2 separate regions of the Sus scrofa genome follow, and region 2 is linked to region 1. A link is a contact called in public Hi-C data. All regions are on one chromosome and are shown on one strand. Each heading gives the region's core, a stretch centred on a gene start, on an enhancer-like site or on the middle of the called end of the contact. The rest is flanking DNA. Distances are from core to core; before and after follow the strand shown. Region 1 has its middle 27 kb from the start of SEC22C. Region 2 overlaps CCDC13 (coiled-coil domain-containing protein 13).

Evidence for each region. Hi-C and Micro-C count contacts between places; a contact is called where the count stands out from the background.
Region 2: a Hi-C map of liver shows a contact between it and region 1, with 1.9 times the contacts expected there. The contact joins two enhancer-like sites. A contact is called at or near these places in 2 of 47 Hi-C or Micro-C datasets (liver and skeletal muscle) and 1 of 2 datasets of contacts at active chromatin or transcription factors (skeletal muscle).

Annotation. Positions count from the first base shown.
Region 1 is chr13:26,077,129-26,082,521 of Sscrofa11.1, forward strand. It overlaps a transcript of SEC22C not described here. Among named protein-coding and RNA genes, the nearest start is that of SEC22C, 27 kb to the right of the region's middle. Within about 2 kb of position 3,158, at least 14 of the 83 cell types and tissues checked have an H3K27ac peak or open chromatin away from gene starts, as enhancers often do. A contact at or near this core is called in liver, where this site is marked.
Region 2 is chr13:26,253,983-26,259,163 of Sscrofa11.1, forward strand. CCDC13 (coiled-coil domain-containing protein 13) reads right to left here. Exons shown (of 18, transcript XM_013981522.2): 3 at 2,890-3,038; 4 at 63-205. Among named protein-coding and RNA genes, the nearest start is that of CCDC13, 9.1 kb to the right of the region's middle. Within about 2 kb of position 2,194, at least 6 of the 83 cell types and tissues checked have an H3K27ac peak or open chromatin away from gene starts, as enhancers often do. A contact at or near this core is called in liver, where this site is marked.

The DNA of each region.
Region 1 (5,393 bases), core at 1,908-4,407:
GCCTAGAGGCTCAAATGGCCTTGTAGCCTCACTCCCCAGAAAGAAGAGCCCATGACCAGGAAACAGGAGCAGGGAACAGAGAAGTGTGACATGGAGAAATAGAGAAAGCCAAAATCAAGATGGGTTATTGAGCTTGTCACTGCTGTGCCAATGGGAATCGGGACCCTCTGAGGAGCGGGCAGAACACGCCTCAGAATCAATTTCCCAGGGAACAGGAGAGCAGTAGTTGCTGACCTCCACCACCCAGCGCTCATGTTCTGCCCATGACAGCACCCTCAGGCTGCTAATCTGGGCAGGTCTGAGTGTAAGCAGGCAGGTCCCTGCAGGCATCCCACACCATGATTCCAGAGGGACAAAGGCAGAATGTAGGAGCTGTGAGGGAAAGCTGAGGAGGGGGGATGGTCACCTTATTCCCACAGGATCTGGCAAAGGTAGATGAATAAGATACAAGGCAGAGAGTCCAAACAGGTGGCCTCCTGGTGGCAGAGAAAAGGAGCCTGGCACAAAGCTAGGCTAGGGTTTTCTACTAGGGTCTTCTTGGTGGAAACTCATGGTGTCTGGGTGCTTGTAGCTCATGAGTTCACTGCTGAGTCTCTTGCTTGGGGCCACCTCGGCTCACTCTAGCTCCTCAGACCCCTCCAGCCTCAGCCATGCCCCCATCCAGCCTTGGGGGAGGGAGCCACTCTCACCTCAGCACGGGCCGTGGCAGTGCCCAGACAGGCCCACCAGTCCCAACTCAGCCACATTCCCTGTGCCCTCTGGAGCACACAGGAACCTCTGGACCCTTCCAGGCCTCTGGGAGCAGAAGGAGGCTTGAGAGGAAGGCACTCACTCTGACCTTCTTGCCATCAAATCTGTTGCTCCACTGTTTTTATCCAGCAGGGCCACCTGAGGGCCTCAGGCTGCCTAGGAGGCTGTCTTCTAAGGCTGAGTGGGACACATGCCCTCTCTACCTTCAGCTTTCAGTTTCTTTCCCTTTAGGATTTCATCCCAGAGGATAAGACCAGGACACATGTCTGAGAGATGCACCCCCTTCCCTTCCCACCACTCACCAGCTGAGGGTGGGCTTTCCTCCTCCCCCTCCATCCTCCCTTCCCCCTGAGACTGCTTTACTGACCCCTACCCTTCCCTGGTCATTGTGGTGGAAGGGCTTCAAAGGAATACGATTTCAGGGATTCGGAAATGAGAATTATATCGGTTTAATATTTTCAAAGTATTAACGTCATCATATTCACTCAGCAAATAGTTACTGAGCACTTTACTGGGTGCACAGTTCCAACCAGTGACCAATGCAGAGGTCCTGCATGCACCGAGCTGAGCCTCTAACGGAGGAAGCCTCTAACGGAGGAAGCCTCTAACGGAGGAGTCGATAATAAATGAGGAAATTTACAGAAGAAAGAAGGCAGGAAGCGGGGCTAGGGTAAGGGCTGCTCTACTGGTTGGGGTGGTTGGAGGTCTCCCCAGAGGCTGAGAGTGGAGTAGTAACAGGTCATTCTCCCTCCCAGGTAATCAGGATTTTAAACCATATACGTCAGAACTGGGGTCCGGAGACCTTAAGGTCTAGGTCAAAATGTCCAGGGTCCTGCCTCTGCAGCTGTGGCCTGGACAGTATGTGAAAGACACGTGATGGGGCTTGGGGCCTCAGTGCTGCCTGAACCCCACCAGGTGGGGGCTCTAGTGCCCACCGCTTGCCCAGTCACGGAGAGGGGATTCCTGCCCGGAACACGGTAAGAGTTGTTTCTTGGGGCTGCATTGTGGCAGTGACCTGGGTCCAAAAATTTCATCTGGGCATAGGGGCCAAGAGGTTCCCCCCCACTGCCCCGGGTTCAGTGTTCTCCGTGCCAAGTGACAGAGAACAGGCAGCTCTTGAAAAGACTAATATTTACTCTTCGAATGGGAGCTGGCACAGGCTATTTCCTGCAACTGGCGTCTGGCTCACCCCGTGGGATGGACACAACAGGAGCCACTTCGGGAGATAGGCAGATGTCCCCGCAGACACCAGCATCCTGGAGGAGACAATGTCTCTGAGATGGGGACAGCATGTTCCAAGGTCCCATCTGATACATCTCATCTCGGCTTGCACACCGCCTTCCTGGTGGAGCACTCACCACCGCCCTCAGCCCTGTTGGACAGCTCTGTGAGAAAGTTCATCCTCATTCTGGCCCCGCGTTCCTTGCTTCTGGCCCTGGCTCTTATCCCTGGGGCCTCAGAAAATGTGCCTGGAACAACCCCACAGGGCAGTCACGGTCCTGGTCACCTACATGCCTCCCAGCCCCGCCCCCCTGCGGCTTCACTTCCCCAAGCTCACACAGCTCGCTCCGTGGCCAGAACAGACTATTTCTGGGGTGGGAGGAAGATCTTGCCTTGGGTGCACCTCTGTCCCCCTGCAGCTGTGTTCATTGTCCCTGTGAGAGCCCTTTAGCTGAGTGCCTCAAGGGGGAAAGAGCCTCCACCAGGAAACTACAAGTCAGAGGGCCTGAATCTGGGAAGGAGAGAGTCCCCGGTGGCCAGAGCCAGCTCCCGCCCGCCTGCATTCCCTCTGCAGCCCCTCTCCTCTCTGCTTTATCCTCTCTCCCCTCCCTCATGGGTCCCAGAAGCCCTCCCTGCCCATTACAGCCCCTGGCCTTGGCTTTAGTTCCCACCACCACCACCAATCCCCATCGGCCAGTGGAGAAGCCCTGGAAGCGAAAACACTGGCAGCACTTGGGGCTTTGAAGGCCCCCAGAGACAGGCCCTCAGCATCATCAAGTCCAGTCAGGGCTGGGCACCCTGGAAAAGATCAGGGGCAACAGAGTCACCTTGGTTCTCCCAGGGATCTCAGACCTGACTGCTGATTCTAGCCAGCTCCCCCCACCCACCACTTTTTTTTTAATTCCTTATTATCTCTACACCTAACTCCCAAGCTCCTGACCCTTTGTAGGCAACCATTCAAATGAACCTAACCTATAAATGAACCTAATATATATCTTTCAGAATATATTCTTAGGAAATATTTTATCATTTTCTGCACATATATTTCTAATCATAAAAATGTTATTTTCCCCTCAGTTCTATGATCTGAAGATGTATCCAGGCTGCTATGTTACATCTAACTCTGGTACTTCTGCCTGTTGCCTGCTGTTCCATGGTGAGCCTGCATGCTTTATCTGTCCATGGTAGACACACAGATTGCTTTCTGCCAACACAAATAATGCTTCAGTAAACATTTATCTTCAAACATGTCCCCTTAAGGATCTGTGTAAGAATCTCCCAGGGACATAACTAGGAGTGAAGTTTCCATATCATGAGATGTGTACATACTAAAGTCGGGTAGGCAGCTGTGTTAGTTTGTTAGGGCCACCATGACAAAGTTCCACAGGCTGGGTGAATTGAAGAACAGAAATTTATTTTCTCACTTTTCTGGAGGCTAGAAGTTGAAGATCAGGGTGCCAGTAGGGCTGGTTTCTTCTGAGACCTTTCTTCTTGGCTTGTAGAGGGCCACCTTCTCCTTGTGCTTTCCCACAGTCCTCTTCTGTATGTGTCTGTATCCTAATCTCTCTTTTTTTTTTTTTTCCTGTCTTTTTAGGGCCACACCCACGGCATATGGAAATTACCAGGCTAGGGTTTGAATCAGAGCTGCAGCTGCCAGCCCACGGCACAGCCACAGCATGGCGGGATCTGAGCCACATCTGCAACCTACACCATAGCCCATGGTAACACCAGATCCTTAACCCACTGAGCAAGGCCAGGGATCGAACCCATGTCCTCATGGATACCAGTCGGGTTCATTAACTACTGAGCCACAATGGGAACTCCCTGGCATTTTTTTTTTAAACGTTATTTACCTCTTTAAAGACCCTATCTCCAAATACAGTCACACTTTGATGTACTGGGGGTTAGGATTTCAACATATGAATTTAGGGAGGACACAAGTCAACCCATAACAGTAGCTCTGCTCTTGAGGTTGGTTATAGTAGCTGTACATGAAGTCCTCTATCCCCACTCTCATTCCAGTACTTTGTACCACACAGCTAAGTTTTGCTAAACTCATGGACATGGTTGTGAATAGTTTACTATTATTTTAATATGTATTTCTCTGTAATGATTTTAAGCATCTTCATATGCTTAGTAGCTTTCTGGGCTTTCTCTTCTTTTCTGCTCATTTTTCTATTGAAATTGCTGTCCTTCTTTCTGACTTAAGAAATTGCTTGTATATTAATCCTAGCTTCAGACCTTGTAAATATCTTCTCCTACACTTTTAATTTGGCCCATGAAGTCCATATTTGTATGTCATCACATTGATCATTTTGCCTTAAGGGCTGTGCCTGTGACATTTTGAAGAAGCACTTCTGCATCCTAGGTCACAGATTCTCTCCTTCGTGTTCTTCAATGAATTTTTTTCCCTGCACATTTGATCCAGGGACATCTTAGAGCTGACTCAGCAGAGTCAGGCACACTCAGGTAGGCCCCTTGCTGTCTGAACCTCACTCCTCTGCTGGCACTGCCCAAGGGTGCCAGGCAGCTGTGAGGCAGCACTTCTGGTACCTGGACCCAGAGCAGGTAGAGTCCAAGAAAAAGAAAGGCAATTCACCAGCCTGAACTGGCACCCAGCCATCCTGGCACACAAAGGGCACCCTTCATGAGCCAAGATCCCTTTTTATTCTTTGTGGGTGCTGCCAAGTGGTAGATGGCACCTTGTTCTCAGCCCATGGGACAGAGCTCTGGGCTACACTGTCACTGGCTACCTGGGACAGACCTCAGTTTCCCCACTTGAGCAATAAAGGGGTTGAACCAGATAGCATATAAGGCTCAGCCAATTCCCCAATCCCAGAACTCATAATTCAGATGCTTATTTCGGAAGTCTTTGCCCTCCTCCAAAAGATCTTCACTCTGAACAGGTAGTGAAGAGAAGCTTGGAGCTGTGCGGTCCCCAGTGTGGTTAGAGCATGGTCAGGAGAGGTTGGTGCATTTGCTTCCTTTCTGGAAATTTTATCAACTGCTGAAGGAACGACCTTGAAACAGTACAATCCCCTGGGTTGGGAACCTGATGTTGTGCCCCCTGGTGGCCTCTTCCTGACAGGGCTGATCCTGAAAAAGGAAAACTACATCACCCTCAGAGCTTGGAGAGCTGAGACCAGAGCAGGGCATAGTGCCTGCCCAGGGCACTATGCCCAGGGCACAGAGCCCGGCAGGAGCTAAGCTTCCATCGAAGGCATTCCTCTCAACCCCCAAGGCAGCACCGAGATTGCTATTTTGGTTTTTCTCAGGGCTTTTCTAGACCCATGATTGCATTCCGAAGTCTGGGGATTAGTGCCGAAGACTATTTGAGCCCTTGCACCTGTCTAGACCTCACTGGACAAGAGAACCTGAATTTGCTTTCTCTCACATTATGCCTCCCCTGTCCAGTGCCAGGC
Region 2 (5,181 bases), core at 944-3,443, 180 kb after region 1:
GGGTTCCCTCTCTGGAGGAGTGGTGTGGGGTACGGGGAGTCCCAGGGGCCCTGGTCCCTCACCTCCTGCTCTAGCTCCTGGATGCGGTTGCTCAGCTGCCTCACTCTGGTCTTCGCGCCCTCTGACTCTGCCATCAGCACCCGGTTCTTTTTGGACAGCTCAACAATTTTGGTGGCGATCACATCTCCAGCTGCACCAGCTGTCCCTAAAATGAGGGAAAACAATGAGATCAACTAAAAACAGAGGCCACACATCAAACAGGCTTGCTGCTGCTGGCCAGGACTAGGCAGTGATTTGAGCAACTAGGAGTAGCTGCCCTCACCACCCTGTGTCTGCAAGAGGATGAGGACACATCAGGAGAAAGAGTTCTCGGGGAAGGAAACCAAACCTGGAAGTACACATGGTAAGTTCTCTGGTTATGTTTTCCTCCCAGGACTCAAAAGCATTACAAATCCCAGAATCAGACATCAGAAAGAGGTCTAAGAGAAGCCCTCTCTAGTCCAAAGGGCAGGAAGTAGGGCTCAGAGGGAATGGGGAAAATCCTCTTTTTCCTTTTTCTTTTCCTTTTCTTTCTTTCTTTTCTTTTTTTTTTTTTTTTTGGTGGTCTTTTTAGAGCTGCACCCGTGGCATATGGAAGTTCCCAGGCTAGGGGCTGAAACGGAGCTATAGCTGCCGGCCTACACCACAGTCATAGCAACGTGGGATCTGAGCCACGTCTGTGACCTACACCACAGCTCATGGCAACACCGATCCTTAACCCACTGAGCAAGGCCAGGGGTCTAACCCACATCCTCACAGATACTAGTCGGTTTCATTAACCACTGAGCCATGACGGGAACTCCGAAAATCCTCTTTTTTTCTTATTCTCTCCCAACTCTGTCTCTAGACAAGCTCCAATCTTGAAGCTGCAACCACATAATAATAGAGGCAGCAGTGAATGGGCAAACAGAATGCTAAAATATTTGTGTAAATAGACTCTTTTTGCCTTAAGTTCTTTAAAATATGTATAATGGTTGAAAGCAAATATAATAGCATTGTCTGATAGGATTTTCAATCTATACAGATATAATACATATAAAAGCTATAATATAAGGGGGGAGGGTAAAGGGACCTATACGGTGGTAAAGTTTATTCATTCCATTTAAAGTGGTAAAATGTGAATTCTTCTTCTTCTTCTTTTTTTTGGGGGGGGGTCTTTTTAGGGCTGCACCCACGGCATATGGAGGTTCCCAGGCTAGGGGTCCAACTGGAGCTGTAGCCACCTCCTACACCACAGCTCACGGCAATGCTGGATCCTTAACCCACTGAGAGGCCAGGGATCAAACCTGTGTCCTTTTGGATGCTAGTCAGGTTGGTTAACCGCTGAGCCACAACGGGAACTCTGGTAAAATGTCCATTCTACTCAGGCCTTGAAAAGGTATGTATATTGTGACCACTAATGCAGTCACTAAAAATTATATGAAGAAATAGAAAAAACTCAATTAAACTAAAGCAAACACTAAAAATCCAGCCAAAGGAAAACCATTCTATCAGCTCTCAGCGGCCTGTCACTGTGGCCTGGTTTAAAAACATGAACTGGGCCAGTCAGACCTTTCTCTTCAAAACATGAAGCTGGACATCAGAAATGGGGACTTCAGAGCAAGGAATGGATTTAAGAGGTCCTGGGGGAGACTCAGGGTTGGCACTCAGATGAGGCCATGAGCAAACTGGCAGGGGCAGCAGGAGACAGAGGACCTGGGGCAAGCTGGGGAAGAAGGAGTAGCCCACAGGCCCAGTCCCCAGGACTCCATTGGGTGGGGAGGCATCTCCTATGCTCCCTCTGGAGCCCATCAGGTTCTCAACAGCCTTGCAAAAACTGCCTCTTCACATCTGAATCCTGAGCCAGGTTGAGTGTTGCCTTCTCTTCTGTTTTAGACAGAAAAAGGCCAAAAGTGGAGGGAAGCACAAGAGGCTACCAGAGGCCTTTAAGATACAGAATTCCCCTTCCTTTTTAATTCAGCATTAGTCCTCTGGGTGCACCCACCCTTAAAGGGATTTACTATCAAAGGCAGAGAGAACGCTGTGGCAGATGCCAAATGAGCCCTGTTGCCCTTTGTGATTGGTGACATTGACTTTGTGGTTTATTAGTCAGCTACCTGGGAATTACTCAATGGGCATATGTGGAACAGAGGCCAATCAGGGCCAGGTCCCCACCAGATCTTCAAGGCCACAGTTTAGGTCATAGCCACAGAGTCAGTGCAATGTCCAGCTCATACCCACAGGGCTGAGGTCATCCCCAGACCCACAAAGCCAAGGTTCCTAACAAACCCATGGGGTCAAGGTCTCTAGCAACAGAGCCAAGGTCCAACTTGGACCTGAAGGGCCAAGGTCCACTCTAGACACTGCTGGTCTCAGGACATTCCCCCCACCCCTTGAAGAGCTAACTTCCCCATCTTATCCACCCTTCCAGAACAGGAACAGCAAGTGGTATAGAGTAAACGCCTACTTCTACTGGGATTTTTTTCACATTCGTGATACAGCGTTTGAGCCAGAGCATCAAGATAGAATGGATGCCACTGGCCCACCAGGCCTGCAGCAAGCATCATGGAGAACTGTTGCCATGAGTCTCAGCTGGGTCACCCACACTGCCTGGAATACCTGCCTGCTGCCCCTGCTGTTCTTGTGCTCCCATTACCTGGCGTGCTGACCTACCTGGCTTGCTCCATTCCTCTACTCTCTCCCTCAATTCCAGGGCTCATATAGACAAGCCTGACCACAGCTGACCCTTGGCACTCTTTCTTGAGTACTGCCCTTTGGAACCTACTGTGTGTCCTGCCCCACAGGTTCTATAGCTGCTGGGCCAATTGACCAGGACTTCAGCACAGGGACTATCACAACAGGAGGCACTACCTGTGAAGGCGAATCTGTCCTCTTCTATCTTCTTTTTGAGGTGTTTGATTTCAAAATCCCTCTCCTTTAGCAGCTTATACAATCGCCCGTTCTCATCCACTGTTTCCCTGAGTTGATCCCGCAGCTGTTGGATCTCATCTTCAAGCACCCTGAAAGGCAAAGACAGAATCACAGGGAACCATGGGCAGTGGGCAGGCCTCCATGGCCCAGGTTTGTTGTGTGTGTTTGGGCACTAGGTAGATAAGAATTGGTCTGTACAAAATAGGAATGAGAAATTAAGGAAATCTCAATGACCAGATTTTTAATTTACTGTTCTCAAAACTGATGATAAGGACACACATGCAAGTGAAAGGAGAAAGAAGTTTTGAATAACATGGTTTACTACAGATTCAACAGAGCTATATGAAACACCCACTCAGAGAATTCATACTTCTTTCCAGCATCCATGGAACATACATAAAAATGTACTATAATATAGGCTTCAAAGGCAACCTTAGCAAATTCCAAATAATGGACATCATATAGACCATTTTCTTTAATGGCAATTGAATAAGATTAGAAATCAATACCAAGGAGTTCCCTGGTGGCACAGTGGGTTAAGGATCCACAGTTGTCACTGCTGTGGCTTGAGTTCAATTCCTGGCCCAGGAACTTGTGCATGCTGTGAGTGTGGTCAAAAGGAAAGAAAAGAAATCAATACTAAAAAAAGAGTTGAGGTAAAATAAAAAAAACCCCCAAATCCATCATATGCTTGGAACTTAAAAAAAAAAAAAAACCCACAAATTATTTATTGGTTAAAAAGAAATCATAGTGTGTGTTATGAAGCATTTAAACAGATTGACTATAGAAGCTATGAATAGCTTGTGAATAGCAGCTAAAGTAATAATTAGAAGGAAATTTATAGTTTTGGGGTTTTTTTTTTTTTTTTTGTCTTTTTGCCTTTTCTAGGCCGCGGCATATGGAGGTTCCCAGGCTAGGGGTCGAATCTAAGCTGTAGCTACCGGCCTACACCAGAGCCACAGCAACGCTGGATCCGAGCCGCGTCTGCAACCTACACCACAGCTCACAGCAACGCCGGATCCTTAACCCACTGAGCAAGGGCAGGGACCGAACCCGCAACCTCATGGTTCCTAGTCGGATTCGTTAACCACTGCGCCACAACGGGAACTCCAAAATTTATAGTTTTAATTGCATATACATACCAGAAGACCAAAATGAAATTTTCTAAGCCTTGAGACTGGGAATCTAGGTCTCAGGCAATCCAATAGGAAATCAGAACAAGTGGTTAGTTTTGTATGTTACATGTTGTCTTGCAAGGCTTTTTTCAGAACTTCAAAACATGAGAAACATGTGACTGATGGGTTTGTGATCACTTCTACTGTTAGGCACAGAACCAGCTCTCTAGGGACAGTTTCTCGGGAAGTAAATAAGTTATAGGTAAGAGTAATTATTAGCTAACAGCTATTATTAATCTTGGAATTGTTACTCTACCAATGGCTCAAGTCTCCACAAATTCCACTTTCTCTAACTTGAGGAAAGGTCATTTGGAAATAGGTCTGGGGTTAACGCTGAGCTAATATTTAGGAGCTATATGAATTTTTTCAATTATTGAGAAATCTTCATTTTTTCCTAATTAGCATTTTTCAGTAGAACATTTTGCAAATCAAGAAGCAAAAAAAAAAAAAAAAAAAAATAGAATGTGCAGATGGAGAAAATATACTCTGGGTAAAACCAGAAGCAAAAAGATAACTCAACAACTGCTATGATTTTTTTAGCAACATGACTAGCAAATAGTTCTGTATCAATGTAGACACCCGCTTCTAATAAGCAATAGAAATCAATATGCATCTATGTGACACTGTTACATTTAGAGCAAAATGAGAAGATTCTAGACTCTTTTCAACCTTTTCACCAACTGTATAAAAGCAAGGAATCCATCAAATTTTTCTTCTTTTATGTGTCTTTTTGTGTCAGGAAAAGGAAACTGGGTGCAAAAGAACAGCCCCAGATGAAATTGAAGCGGGAGTTCCCCTCGTGGCGCAGTGGTTAACGAATCCGACTAGGAACCATGAGGTTGCAGTTCGGTCCCTGCCCTTGCTCAGTGGGTTAACGATCTGGCGTTGCCCTGAGCTGTGGTGTAGGTTGCAGACGCGGCTTGGATCCCACGTTGCTGTGGCTCTGGCGTAGGCCAGTGGCTACAGCTCCGATTCGACCCCTAGCCTGGGAACCTCCATATGCCGCGGGAGCGGCCCAAAGAAATAGCAAAAACACACACACAAAAAAAAGAAAAAA